3 separate regions of the Mus musculus genome follow, and regions 2 and 3 are each linked to region 1. A link is a contact called in public HiChIP or PLAC-seq and promoter capture Hi-C data. All regions are on one chromosome and are shown on one strand. Each heading gives the region's core, a stretch centred on a gene start, on an enhancer-like site or on the middle of the called end of the contact. The rest is flanking DNA. Distances are from core to core; before and after follow the strand shown.

Evidence for each region. Promoter capture Hi-C pulls out the DNA fragments that hold promoters and counts their contacts. HiChIP or PLAC-seq counts read pairs in DNA pulled down with a chosen protein or histone mark.
Region 2: a promoter capture Hi-C map of liver shows a contact between it and region 1, with 3 times the contacts expected there. The contact joins the enhancer-like site here to the promoter of Kifap3 in region 1. A contact is called at or near these places in 7 of 39 promoter capture datasets (the 3T3-L1 cell line, the C10 cell line, embryonic stem cells and 3 more).
Region 3: a contact with region 1 is called in a FOXA1 HiChIP or PLAC-seq map of pancreatic cancer cells. The contact joins the enhancer-like site here to the promoter of Kifap3 in region 1. A contact is called at or near these places in 3 of 39 promoter capture datasets (cranial neural crest, frontonasal cranial neural crest and second pharyngeal arch cranial neural crest) and 1 of 115 datasets of contacts at active chromatin or transcription factors (pancreatic cancer cells).

What each region holds. Positions count from the first base shown.
Region 1 is chr1:163,777,447-163,781,928 of GRCm38.p6, reverse strand. Kifap3 (kinesin-associated protein 3) reads right to left here and starts at 2,346. Exons shown (of 20, transcript NM_001305643.1): 1 at 2,027-2,346. The coding sequence starts at 2,058. It overlaps Gm51663 (predicted gene, 51663), which reads left to right and starts at 2,389. Exons shown (of 2, transcript NR_165475.1): 1 at 2,389-2,556.
Region 2 is chr1:162,889,816-162,894,297 of GRCm38.p6, reverse strand. All of the region lies in intron 2 of Fmo2 (flavin containing monooxygenase 2), which reads left to right. Among named protein-coding and RNA genes, the nearest start is that of Fmo2, 6.7 kb to the left of the region's middle. Within about 2 kb of position 1,932, at least 39 of the 459 cell types and tissues checked have an H3K27ac peak or open chromatin away from gene starts, as enhancers often do. A contact at or near this core is called in liver, where this site is marked.
Region 3 is chr1:163,111,370-163,115,851 of GRCm38.p6, reverse strand. No RefSeq gene overlaps it. Among named protein-coding and RNA genes, the nearest start is that of Gm22434, 4.6 kb to the left of the region's middle. Within about 2 kb of position 1,856, at least 31 of the 459 cell types and tissues checked have an H3K27ac peak or open chromatin away from gene starts, as enhancers often do. A contact at or near this core is called in pancreatic cancer cells, where this site is marked.

The DNA.
Region 1 (4,482 bases), core at 1,097-3,596:
CTGAGGAAACCTCCCTGCTGGTTCTTCAATGAGTCTAACAGGGAATTTCTTCATGTTCCTGTATGCCAAGCTTATATGACTGAAGAGAGAGAAGTGTTCAACAAAACCTTGTCATGTTGATTGTCAAGTTATTCCTAACAGGCAATAGGCACAAACCCCCTGAATACCTATCAACACTCGGTCACGAACAGCTTATAATATATCCATGCAATAAATATTATTCAGTAGTTACAACAAAGGAATAAAGTGTTATAGCACACTATATATAGTATAGCACAATATAACAAAAGTGAAACATAATTATACACTGTGAAAAAAACTGAACAAAGTATCATATATATCAAATCCAGCAAGTTCATGCCTTTTCCATTATGTCTGTATGTCTCATACACACACACACACACACACACACACACATATATATATACACATGCAATATATATGTGCAATATATATCATGTATGTGTGTATGTAAATATACACATGCTAAGGCAATGCAAACTTAGACAAAATTGAACAATGTTTTTAAAATCTTTTTCCAGATTATGACTAAAACATCACAGTGAGTAAGTAGATCAGTTGTATTGATTGTTTTCTAGATGATGTGGTTTTAAGAGGGTCCACACTAGTACAATGACTCTAAATAAAACCACATCTGACACACCCATAGTATATGAAAATCAGCAAATGCTACAATGGCAGCATGTTCTTTAAAACAACCTTCGGTTTAAAGTTGAAATTAGAAAGTGTACTGTATTTGACAGATAAAGAGTGTGTGTACAGGAGTATGGGAATGGGCACATGTGTATATGGTAACAAAATGACGTTAGAATGAGTACTCTGACCATGTATTTGTTTTTATTACATATTCCTTTTTACAAATCTCTACTGAAAGTCTTCTCATTTGCCTTTTCGTTAAAGATATAAAATGAAAAAGACAAAGCACTGTGTTCCCTTGTCTTGTACAAGCAGTATAGTTGATTTATCTTACAACTATTTGACTATGTTCAAGAATCCACTACCACTTGCAAGATTATTTCTAATTTCTTGCAAGATATGGCTAGAACCCTATCAAGTAAGGGAAAATACACTTAACAAATTTTATTAGGACTTAATGTCACCACCTAACATGCATGGTTTTTCTCTCAAAAGTATTTTCATACTTTGTCCTTATGTCCTTCAGAAAGTATTATCTCTCATTTTCAAATGAAGTAATTATGTCCAAAAAACCAAATCTATGTGCTCTTTGCAGTGGATTAGCAACAGAGCTTTAACGAAAAATAGAGACTCTACATTAGCATTTTAAAAGATTTATTCACTGCTCCCTCACAGTTGGTTCAGTGAGAGGTATATTTTTCTAACCATGGGTGGTCTTATTTTTCTACAGACATTAAGGAATCTCACAAAATTTCCTTTTTCTTGGTGTAGCTGATATCATACATATGTAAAAAAAAAAAATAGTAGGCTTTCGCATGCCAAGGTCTTAATAATAATGAACTTCCTACAGAAATTATACAGTGTATGTGACCGTCAAGTGAGTAAAGTGGACCAAGACCAGCTGACTGAACATCTCAATCCAGTCTTGCATAAAGCAAAAACCACCACGTCCGTCTTTATTCCACACACCCCACCATGATTTATGAATCTCAAACTGAACACAAATTGGTGATGTGACAGAATTCATTTCCAAGCTTCCATGGGATTTATCTATTGAGGAATCCAGGAGAGTGGGGCAGAACAAAAAACAAAACCTAGGAAATATGGGATTTATCTCGCCTAACCTGCCTCTTAATGAGGTTATAGATTAATGTAGCAAGGACATCATCAGATGCTGTCAGGACACCTCCAAGCCAAAGAGGACCTCGCGCCCCCGCAGGGCCCATCCTTTATTCCACCCCATCATTTTCTCCTCTTTCTTTCCTTCCCTGCGTCCCACCCCTTCTCGTGTCTAGCTCTGCCCCTGGACATCCCATGGTCAGCCGGGAAACACCTAAGGACCTGCTCAGGGCGGAGCCCGGGTCATCACCTTTTGAGGTATCTGGCGTCCTCGCCTTGCATGGCGGCGGCGGCGGCGGCAGCGGCGTGGGGAGAATGGGAGTGTCTGAGAATCTGGGAGGGCTACTTCCGGAGACCCGGCCAAAGTACCCTCAAAGCAGAGCGGTGACAGTCCCAAGGCCTGCAAGGCGGGGCGGCGGTGGCGGTGGCGGTGGCGGCGGCGGCGGCGCAGCGGTTACCACGGTGAACCCGCCGGCTCCTCCCACTGCTCCTGGGCCCCAAAACACTGGAGCAGCCCAGACCCGCCCAGAGCCGTCAGGGCCGAACTCTCCGCAAGGCGCATGCGCTCACGCGACAGCTACAGTCTGCGCAGGCTCAGGGTGAGGCTCCTGCGACAAATCTGACGCTCCCAGGAACAGCGCAGGAAGGGTTTGGTACTGATCTGGGAGCCTGTGATTTAGAGGCATATTCCTGGTCACTGCCCCCTGGAGGATGGGAAAGGAAGAAGCATTGCAAGCTGCAAAATTGGAACGTAAAGTCCTTAGCGTGAAAGGAGACAAGGTAACCAGTGAACCTTCTAGCTAACTAATGATGGTGATCAGACTAGCCTTTGACAACAACTTCTTTGGTGGAGCTTCTATTTTGGAACATGTAAAAGGTTCTGCATTGATTGCACTGAATTCTAGCTGGTGGAAATAGTCTGTGATGTGGATTGGATCAACTTTGAAAGTGGCATTTAAAATCCCAAAGTAGAAAACACTCCCTTCCATTATAACAAGCCAACTTCTGAACTTCCAAATCGTCCACTGATTAACTTTAACTCAAGATTCTTGAGAAATTGTTTCTTCTAAGGCAAATAATTGCTGACAATTTGGAGAGAGAAAAGAGCCGCTTTTTAGCCAAAGCAAGCTGTCTGCTCTGCTTTGAGATCCTTTAACCTGTCCATCACCGTCTTCTGGTATCACATTGTTAGCCATTCCTTCAAAAGAGTTAATAGTGATAGATTTTTATGCATAAAATGTCATGCAGAGAGACATTAAAGAGATGTTTTATGCCCCTACCAACTCACACCAATTAAATTTATTTCTGATAAAGTTGTAACTATTCTTTCAATTTATCAATAAGGAATTCCAGGCAAACTACATTCTCCATATTTATCAAAGTCTTCTTAACAAACTGTCACAAAGTTCTGTCTTATCGTTAAGGTAGTCATTATCTGCAGCTTTTTCTCTCCATCCACACTCTGATGATTAGTCTAATCGGTTCACACATGGGATTCTTCCTAACTGGACTTTCTATTTCAAATATTGATTATTCAAACCAAGGCAAAAAATGCACAAATTATCGTTCACAACATCTTTAACAATAAAAGCAAGGCACACTACTTTAAAGCAGTGGTTCTCAACTTGTGAGTCATGACCTCTCTGTGGGTGGAAGGACCCTTTCACGAAGGTCTCTAAAGTCATTGGAAAACACGAATATTTACATCAAGAGTCATAACAGTAACAAAAGTACAGTAGTTACGAAGTGGCAACCAAAATCATTTTATGGTTGGGGGTCACCACAACGTGAGAAACTTATTAAAGGGTCATAGTGTTAGGAAGGTTGAGAACCACTGCTTTAAAACTTCTGTAAAGGCTGGCAACGAAGCCTGCCTCCACCTCTGAGAATGTGAGTTCTATCTCTGGGACCCACACCATGGGAGGAGAGGAAGCTACATCTGCAAGTTGTCCTCTGACTTACACATGTGTCTGGTGACACACCACACACACGCACACACACACACACACACACACACACACACACACACACACACACACACGCACAGCAAAATAACTAAAAATATCTTTTTAATATAAAGCCTTCATATACCTAAACTTAAAAGATCAAAATATAGTTTACATTCAAATGAACATATTAAAGATTCTTGCAGAGGCTGAGTATGACTTGGAGGCCAACCTAGTCTATGTAGCCAGTTCCAGGTCAGTCAAGGATAAAAAGCAGAACCTGTTTTTTTTTTTTCCATTTTCATTAGGTATTTAGCTCATTTACATTTCCAAAGCTATACCAAAAGTCCCCCATACCCACCCACCCCCACTCCCGTACCCACCCACTACCCCTAGTTGGCCCTGGCGTTCCCCTGTACTGGGGCATATAAAGTTTGCGTGTCCAATGGGCCTCTCTTTCCAGTGATGGCCGACTAGGCCATCTTTTGATACATATGCAACTAGAGTCAAGAGCTCCGGGTTACTGGTTAGTTCATAATGTTGTTCCACCTATCGGGTTGCAGATCCCTTTAGCTCCTTGGGTACTTTCTCTAGCTCCTCCATTGGGAGCCCTGTGATCCATCCATTAGCTGACTGTGAGAATCCACTTCTGTGTTTGCTAGGCCCCGGCATAGTCTCACAAGAGACAGCTACATCTGGGTCCTTTCGATAAAATCTTGCTAGTATATGCAATGGTGTCAGCGTTTGGATGCTGATTATG
Region 2 (4,482 bases), core at 683-3,182, 890 kb after region 1:
ATAGACTCCTGTTTAACATAATCTATGTGAACCTCTCCAGGCAATCAAATGTGCAACACTAGCAGGCCTAGTCATTAACTGTCTGAAATGTACTTTAACTCTCTGTAACAGTTTTGAAGAAGTGATGTCTGCATGCATAGACCAGAAGAAAGTTATAGCATACAGTGGGGGGTGGAGGGGGAAGGAAACAAAAACAAACAACATGTGTTTTTAAGTCCAGGTATAAGCCTCAGCAACCCCAAAGACTGGCTGACATAAAGTCTGCCTGGGCAACTTAGTGAGACCCTGTTTCGAAATAAAGATCTTAAAAACAGACTAGGAATATATACTAGTATATACTATGTAGTAGTAGATATTCCTGGTGAAGCACATGTATGTGCTTAGAGGTATAAGTACCTGAGCTTAGTCCCAGGTCCTCAAAGAAGACAAAACCAAAAAGAACAGTTTAGTGCATAAAATACAATGACATTTATAGTATGCTATTGGAAAGTCTATTTTATTTTTTATCCATTATGCTACTTGGTGGTTACCCAATACAGTCAAGCTCCTATTGTAAAGACGAAGGAAGCCTAGTGATTGACACCACTCACTCTTTTAGTCTTTCAACAAACGTGCTCACTGAGTGCTTGATGCATTCTAGACCTAGCAGAGAGGAAGGTCTCCCTCTCTCCATTATCACTTTTACAGCTCCATGAGCCAGATGCACTTGAATTCAATATAGTAATAAGCTCTACAAAGACAGAAAGTATTCTTTTTTTTTAATATGTCATTTTGCATTCATTTGGGATCTACTACACAGCTGTCAGCATAGAGAGTATCAGAAATAGTGCAGAGAGTACATGGTGTTGAATCAACTCCATGGGGTACCTGCCTGACAAGAAGACAAGCCTGTAAAAGGATTATCACCCACTGCTTCTCAAGTGAGGTCATAGCTCCACCCATTGTAGCTAGCTAGTAGTTTGATTCAGCTCAGCTGTGAGAGAACAGGACCAGGTGCTGGCCCCATAGGTTTTGGGTTGGGTTTTAGGACAGAAAGTATTCTTGTATTGTTTACTTCCTGTCCCCAACCCCCAGCTCCAGCCTGGCCAAGATAAGCATTTGATACGCACCTGTTTATTAAGTCAGTATTAATCAGTGTCCTTTCACGACTATGAAAATTGTGCCAATTTTAACCTAAAAAAAAAATTACCCAAACACAAAGACTTTTACTTCAGTCAACAAAATGTGTGAAGAAGCACGTATAAAGAATTTGTTGGGGCTGGGCGTGGTGGCGCACGACTTTAATCCCTGCACTCGGGAGGCAGAGGCAGGCGGATTTCTGAGTTGGAGGCCAGCCTGGTCTACAAAGTGAGTTCTAGGACAGCCAGGGCCACACAGAGAAACCCTGTCTCAATAAATAAATAAATAAATAAATAAATAAATAAATAAAAGAATTTGATGGCAGGGAGTGGGGAGTGTGCAGTGGTGGGAAGATGAGGGGTAGGGCAGGGAGTTCTCCTTGCAGAGGAGTCACAGGGCTTTAGAAATTCTAAACATGCTACTGCTCCCAGCCAGACATTGCTTTTGTCAAAAAAAAAAAAAAGAACCTGCTTCTAGCAGTCAAGGCTACAGGAAAGATAATTGCTTTCTCCTTAGAAGACAGCACTGCCATTGCTGTTTGGTGCTAATCTATACAACTGAACCTTCCAAAAACCATTTCAGCCTGGCCTTAAAATCTGTGTTAGACCCCAAAAATCAGAATGAGGTCTTCTCCCCCTGGAACCCTCCTTTAAAACTGTACCCGACAGAGATTCTGATCAAAGTTCTATGCAATGTGTGGATTCTTAGGAAAGTCCTAATGTTTTGGCTACTATGCAACAAACCCTCTCAGTTTAAATGACTAATGTGTTTCTGCCTTGGCAAGGTTCACTCTCGTGGTCTGTTAACAATTGTGAGAGAGGCAAACATTGACTGGCCACATAATTTGGAGGCAGACATTGGGCACTTTATCTAATCTCTGTAAACCTCGAAACAACTGTTTAATGTTTGCATTATTGACCAATCCCACTTTACGTGGAAACATGAAGAAACTGGATTGTGTAACTGGTCTGTCTCGGTAGAGGCATGATGAGAGGCAGTGGGATCAGCCCCAACGGTGTCTTCACAGGATCCTTACTGTTTACTCTGCACTACTCAAAATTATGTCGTCTTGAGAGGTGAAGGGGGAGCAGGGGAGAAACACATTTCTTTGCTTAATGAAATATTTCCTATTTTAAGACTGTGGGTGGCTAAGAAGCCCCAAGTATTCAGTCTTGCCAAGAACATTGTGTTCAATTACCAAACAACCAGGAAAAAAAAAAGGTTTATATAATTATATGAGTGTAGTATTATGCAATTTGAAGCTGATGTTTGAAAATAAAGTTCAAATCATTGTATCCCTTTGTGTAAGTCAGACAACACTTCATTCTACTATGACACATTTCTGAATTCTATACATGTACAGGTAGTTCACGATGGGATCACTATGGGATCACTATAAATGCTGCCTAGAGACCATCTAAAAGCTTCATAGTCTGCCCTGGACCTCTTAGTCCACGCCACCAGCAACTGGGACAGGGTTTCTAACCAAGTTAAGATTCTAGTCCAAGAAAAATAAAAGCACAGCTCATGGAGAAACTCCTATTATAGGTGTATGAGAATAGAAAATGAACAACAAATAAATGAGAAAGAAGAAAGAAGATGAGGGGGTAAGGGAGGAGGATATTTATAAAGTAATCTACATTTAGCAAGAATTCTGAATACTTCTCTTGAATAACCTACCCTGACAGTGAGTAGACACTGAAGACGATGCTGATACTAAGGCCCTCACTGGCCCCTTATGTTGAGAACTTTTACTCGTGAACAATGAGTCACATAAGCTTGCCCTTTTTTTTAACTCACCTAGATCAAGTACAACCTCTCTTGCAGAACATCTATGTGTAGTAGTGAGTTGCTGTACCAGTTCTTTTTCTATCAGCAGAGTAACTGATATATCCTAATTAACCTTCAATGCCACAGTGAGCTCTAACAGTATCAAAGTTGAGGATTAACGGCATCCTTCAGAAAAATGGACCCGACTATGGAACACCTCTCACATCATTGTCTCACAGGCGAGAGGCACAGACTGGTCTAGACTTTTCTCTTTAAAGAGAAACAGATGTGTTGGTGACCTCATCTAACTCCAAAGACTAAGCTTATCTTCTTCTAGTCCTGGTTACCTCTTTCACCTCTTGTTTTATCTCTTTATGTATACAGTTTTTGAGATGGAGTCTTGCTCTCTACCTATGGCTGGCTTAATGTTCATTCTGTAGTTCACACCTGGTGCCACACCCATCTCAGATGACCACTTTCAATGGTGCCAAAAAACTAAGGAACTGAAAAGCTTAGAAGGCAAGGAATAATTTTCTATTAACAAAAATTACAAGAAAGAAACATGCACACTTGATTTAAAATGCTGGTTGGATTGCAAGTGAGTGTTTAAGTTTTCTTTTTAAACTTCTCTGCATAAGAGATTATGGTGCCATACAAGCAAGACTACGTAATCTCTCTTTCAGTTAATGAGTTTCTACAAACCACCATCTTTACAGCCACCTTAATTCATAGTCAAATAGCAATTACTATTTTTCTGGATTAATAGCTTAGTCTTTGTGAACACAGAAGCATCTGCTGAAGAGTTCTTGGGTACCATTATTTAAATTTTCTAATAAAAACCTCTCTGGTCATAAGTTGATTTATAAGCTCTGATCTTCAGTCTTAGCTACTTACATAAATTTACATTTATTATTAAGGATATTGTACAGAGCAGGACTTTAGAAGAAAATATTAACTCAGTCATAACATGTACTCTATGGGACTTTTACCAAGGCACAATTGCATACATTAAAAATCAGGTTTAAGGATCAGTTGGTGTTTTGGTTTGTTTCCTGTTTCTCTGATAAAACGCCAACACCGACCAAAACCTTCTTGGGGAGGAGAGAATTCATTTCTACCTATAGGTTACTATCCATCATCAAGGGAAGCCAAGCAGAAGCTCAAATCAGGATCCTGGAGTCAGAAACTGATGCAGAAACCATAGAAAAATGCTATACTGGCTTGCTCAACTTGCTCTCTTATGACATCATCCACAATGGGCTGAGTCCCTGTACATCAATCAGCAATCAAGAAAAGGCCCTACAGATATGCCCAAATGCCAATTCCTCTGTGAAAGTTCTTTCTTTCCAGGTGTCTGAGTGTATGTCAAGTTAACAAAAAAAAAAAAAAATGGCATTTGATCATATGATCACCTTCATCACTTGGGGAATAGAGCACAAAATAACGACCCATGTATATCAAGATGTAAAGCCTTCCTACTACTAAAAGCAATCATTTAACTTTATTTTTTGTATCTAATGTCCCAGGATTTATTAGTCCTTAAAAAGTAGAAGGTCAATAAAGCCTCCCTAAGGTTTTGGGAAGACAGCTGGT
Region 3 (4,482 bases), core at 607-3,106, 670 kb after region 1:
TTTCTCATAAATTTCCAGCAGGAATATTGTATGGTAAAATCACTTTGGAAACTGTCTTTCTCAAAGTCAAACATTCAGCCACTTTTGGTCTAGCAATTCAGTACTTAGGTGTTTACTGGAGATATAAAGAATGTTCAAGACAGCTTTGCTTGTAACAGTTACAAACCTAAATACTGGCCCCAAATGCACATCAACAGAGGAGTGAGCACCCTGGGGAACATCTATCTATACAATGAGACACTGTAAGCAACAGCATCTGAAACATTCAAGGCATTCAAGAAGCCAGATAGAAAAGAGTTCACAGCATGTAATTCCATTTCCTGGGGTTCAGTTTTCATCCCAATACTGTAACAGTTAAAACATCTTATGCTAGCAAGATTTTGCTGAAAGAACCCTCGTCTAGCTGTCTCATGGGAGACTATGCCAGTGCCTGGCAAATACAGAAGTGGATGCTCACAGTCATCTATTGGATGGAATACAGGGCCGCCAATAGAGGAGCTAGAGAAAGTACCCAAGGAGTTGAAGGGGTCTGCAACCCTATAGGATGAACAACAATATGAACTAACCAGTACCTCCGGAGCTCGTGTCTCTAGCTGCATATGTAGCAGAAGATGGCCTAGCCGGCCATCATTGGGAAGAGAGCCCCTTGGTCTTACAAACTTTATATGTCCCAGTACAGGGCAACACCAGGGCCAAGAAGTAGGAGTGGGTGGGTAGGGGAGCAGGGCGGGGGGAGGGTATAGGGGACTTTCAGGATAGCATTTTAAATGTAAATGAAGAAAATATCTAATAAAAATTGAAAAAAATTCTAATCTATGTGGAAACTAATTGGGACAATGTTTCCCCAGGTGCACCAATGAGTAAGCAACGTTGACTGGCTGATGGGGAGATATCCTTGGGGTGAGTAACATGTTCTATGTATGAATCAGAAAGAACATGTTTTACATAGGCATAGTGTAGGTAATTGAATATAAAATTAAACATCATTTACTTAAACTTTTGTGACCATATTTACTTAATTAGAAGTACACATTCAATACCAATGTCAGGCATTGTTTTTACACCCTAGAAATGTAACAATGGGTTTCCCACAAAGAACAGTCAAAAATCATCTTAAAATAAGAGAATCTGCCAAGGGCTAAAAATTAAATGGGGAGAGGAGAGAGATGTCTGGCCAGCCAGAGGAAAGCTTGGCCACATTAAGGGAACTGTTGGAGGTGAGAATTAGACTTCTACTTATTATTTCTTAGATTGTACCCTCTTGATTTTCTTTTAAAATCCTTATGTATTATCCTCAATAATGCAATATAAATATGTTGACACACACTCCCAACCATATGGGTTCTATCTAAAAGCTAAGAATGTTGCCGAACTATATGGACTCAGCAAAGTCATGGTTAAATAGCTAAGAAAGTTTTCATATTCTACATTTCTATACCTTACATTGTCAACTTTGGCTTCTCACCTAGCACAGAAGGCTAGGAAGAGAGCATGGCAGTCACTGAGACTTTGGCACATAAACTTTCCACTGTCTCCATAAGCACGTCAATGATGGCCCAGTACCATTTGCTAACCACAACCTGCTTTGATGAGGGATAGTGATCGTAGAGTAGAAAAAGCAGCCATTCTCTAGCTAGTTCTTGCAAGGCGGCTGCAGTTTTGCTAACTGTTTACCCTTTGTGTTTCATGAGCAACTAATGCTGGCTGCCTGAGGGTCTGGACACAGATTTTTCTGAAGAAACAAAAGCCCATGACAAACGTCTCAGAAATTTCTGTTATGTGCTTTCCCCGAGAACCATGATGCATGAATGACGTATGGATTAAGTAAACATGACTAATGATACACAGATGATAATGTATAACAGACCCACAGCGTTTGTGTAAGTGTGTGCTTACCCTCTCTCCACCACACTGGCAGCTCAGGGATAGCAGGCTGTTCCACTTTACTGGGGACCCACATAGCTGCTGATCAGCAGAACACCTTGCACACAGCGAGGTCTCAGTACACATTCTTGAATATATGAATAAACAATTGCATCCAAGTCAGAGCAGATGCGTAAAGGCTTAATATGGGAACCGAGCTAACCGCATTTCATGTGTTAAGGTAGCTAATGAGTTGCTGAAAGAGTGACATGTAAATTCCAGTGTTTCAGCATGCTCTCCACTCTCTTGTCACTCTCCAAATTAAATACATGCATCTACTGTTGCTAATTTAGACTGTGCCTTACTTCAGAAAGCAAAGGTAAGACACATTTGTCAGCCTCATAATTAACACAGGCAGAAAGATGTGTCAGCTTTATCTGGAACTAAATAGTTGGCAGAGGGCAATTATTGAATCAGAATTGTAGCTAGGTGGATGGGAAAGCAAAAATAGAGTTAGAAATCACCACCTTACAAACTCTAATAAGCTAATGGCGGTAATCAACAGCTATCAACATGCATTAAAGCATGAGATGCAAAACTCATGAAGAACCTTGTAGTAGGTGGCTCAGAATGGCAGTACTTTGTATGGTGTGGTGTGGTGTGTGTGTGTGTGTGTGTGTGTGTGTGTGTGTGTGTGTGTGTGTGTGTGTGTGCGTGTGTGTGTGTTTTGAGACAGGGTTTCTCCATGTATCCCTAGCTGTCCTGGAACTTGCTCTGTAGATCAGGCTGACCTCAAACACACAGAGATCTACCTGCCTCTCTGAGTGCTGAGGTTAAAAGCATGCATCACTGCCACCTGGCAGAATAGCAATCCTTAAGTGAATGTTTTATCATACAGTGATATTACTAGGCATTTAGTGACTGCCATTTAATCATGACATAATCTAAAACCAAACATCTGAAATCCTAATATATAAACACACGTGAGGTCCAGTGCAGCTGGAGATAGTCACTCACAATGTCACCGGAAAGGGTAGAGTTCCCCACATGTGACCTCACTCTAGAGAACAACCAAAGAGAGACAGTCAGGGTAGGGGTTGCTGGGGTCCAAAATGTGAAGTTTCTTTGTTCTCAGGATTTGTCAATTTCTTGGTCCCTCAGTGTGCTCACCCTAGCATCACTATTCAGAATTTTCATTCCAGAGGTATGGCTTATGGAGTCATTCCTCTTGTGGTCAGATATTATCCTTATCCTTCCTTACATTCCCACAAAGCTAGCTGATACCAGCTGGCTCATAGTTTCCATCTCTGACCACAGGCTCAGTCTTTCTTGGATGCCCAGGACTCATTTGGCAGCTGACACTGGGAATATATCACTAGGTACCTTACTTGGATTTCAGCCGCCCACCACGAAGAAGAGCAAATACATTTTTATAAGTTGGGAATTTCCAAGAGTTTCAGATGTGCCTTTTCAGAAAACAAGGCAGAAGTCTACCCATTTAAAATGATTATTATATTACCATCAAGTGATATAATCACAGGTTAGCTGAATTTTGTAGGGGTATGACAATTCACGAAAGAAACAGAGCTCACAGAACTGGAGACTGGGTGATCATGTTTGTAACGGTACTAATCACACAGCGAGGCTGTGCAATCAAGTACGATCAAGGGAAAAGAAGATAAAAAAATAGAATATATAGAAAGTGTGTAGTACAATTCATCCATAAAGAAGAATGGAATTATGTCATTTGAAGGGAATAGATGGGACTGGAGATTGTCATGTTATGGGAAGCAAGCCAGATTTTAGAAAGGTATCTTATTTTTTTCCTCATGTGTAGAGTTTGGAGCAAAAATAACAAGAAAATAGAGATAACGTATTAGAAGATGGAGGTGCTCATCCATGAGAGTAAGGATGGGCAACGTAGAGACAGCAGTCATCTAAGTATATGTGTATATGAATTTGTCACCACAAAACCAATATTCTTTGTAATTCGTCTTCACTAAGTAAGCATTCCCCATAAATGGTAAGTGTGTTAATGTCTAAACTATGCTCACCATTTGATCTGCCCATTTATTACATGAAGACTAGTGGATTTCATTTAAAATCTCATTGTCTGCTACATTGCACTGGAGGGAACTTTTTTTTCTTTATATCACTGTGATTGATACTACAGTTGCTATCCAATGCCATAGATTTTTACCTGTCTTTAATAAGGAATAAAATAAAGAATTATCATTTATACACCATAATAACTTGGAATATTTTCCTAAATTTATTCAGAGAAATGTTCAATTAAGAATTTTTTCATTGTAGTGGGGAGAATTTGTACTTTAGATGAAAATTCCTTTTATAAATCTTTAACTTACTAGTCTGTATTAGATTTCCATTTATTCTATTTCTTTGTTTTATTAATGAAATATACACTGGTTAGTTTTATCTGTCAATTTACCACAAATTTACAATGGAATAAAACTGGGAAGAAAGTCTTAATGAGCAAATACCTAGATCAGTTTGACTTGTGGGCATGACTGTGGAATATTGACTTTAATGTCAATTCAATGGGAAGGTCCAACCCACTTTGGGCAGTATCATTTGCTAGGCAGGGATTTCTGCACTGTG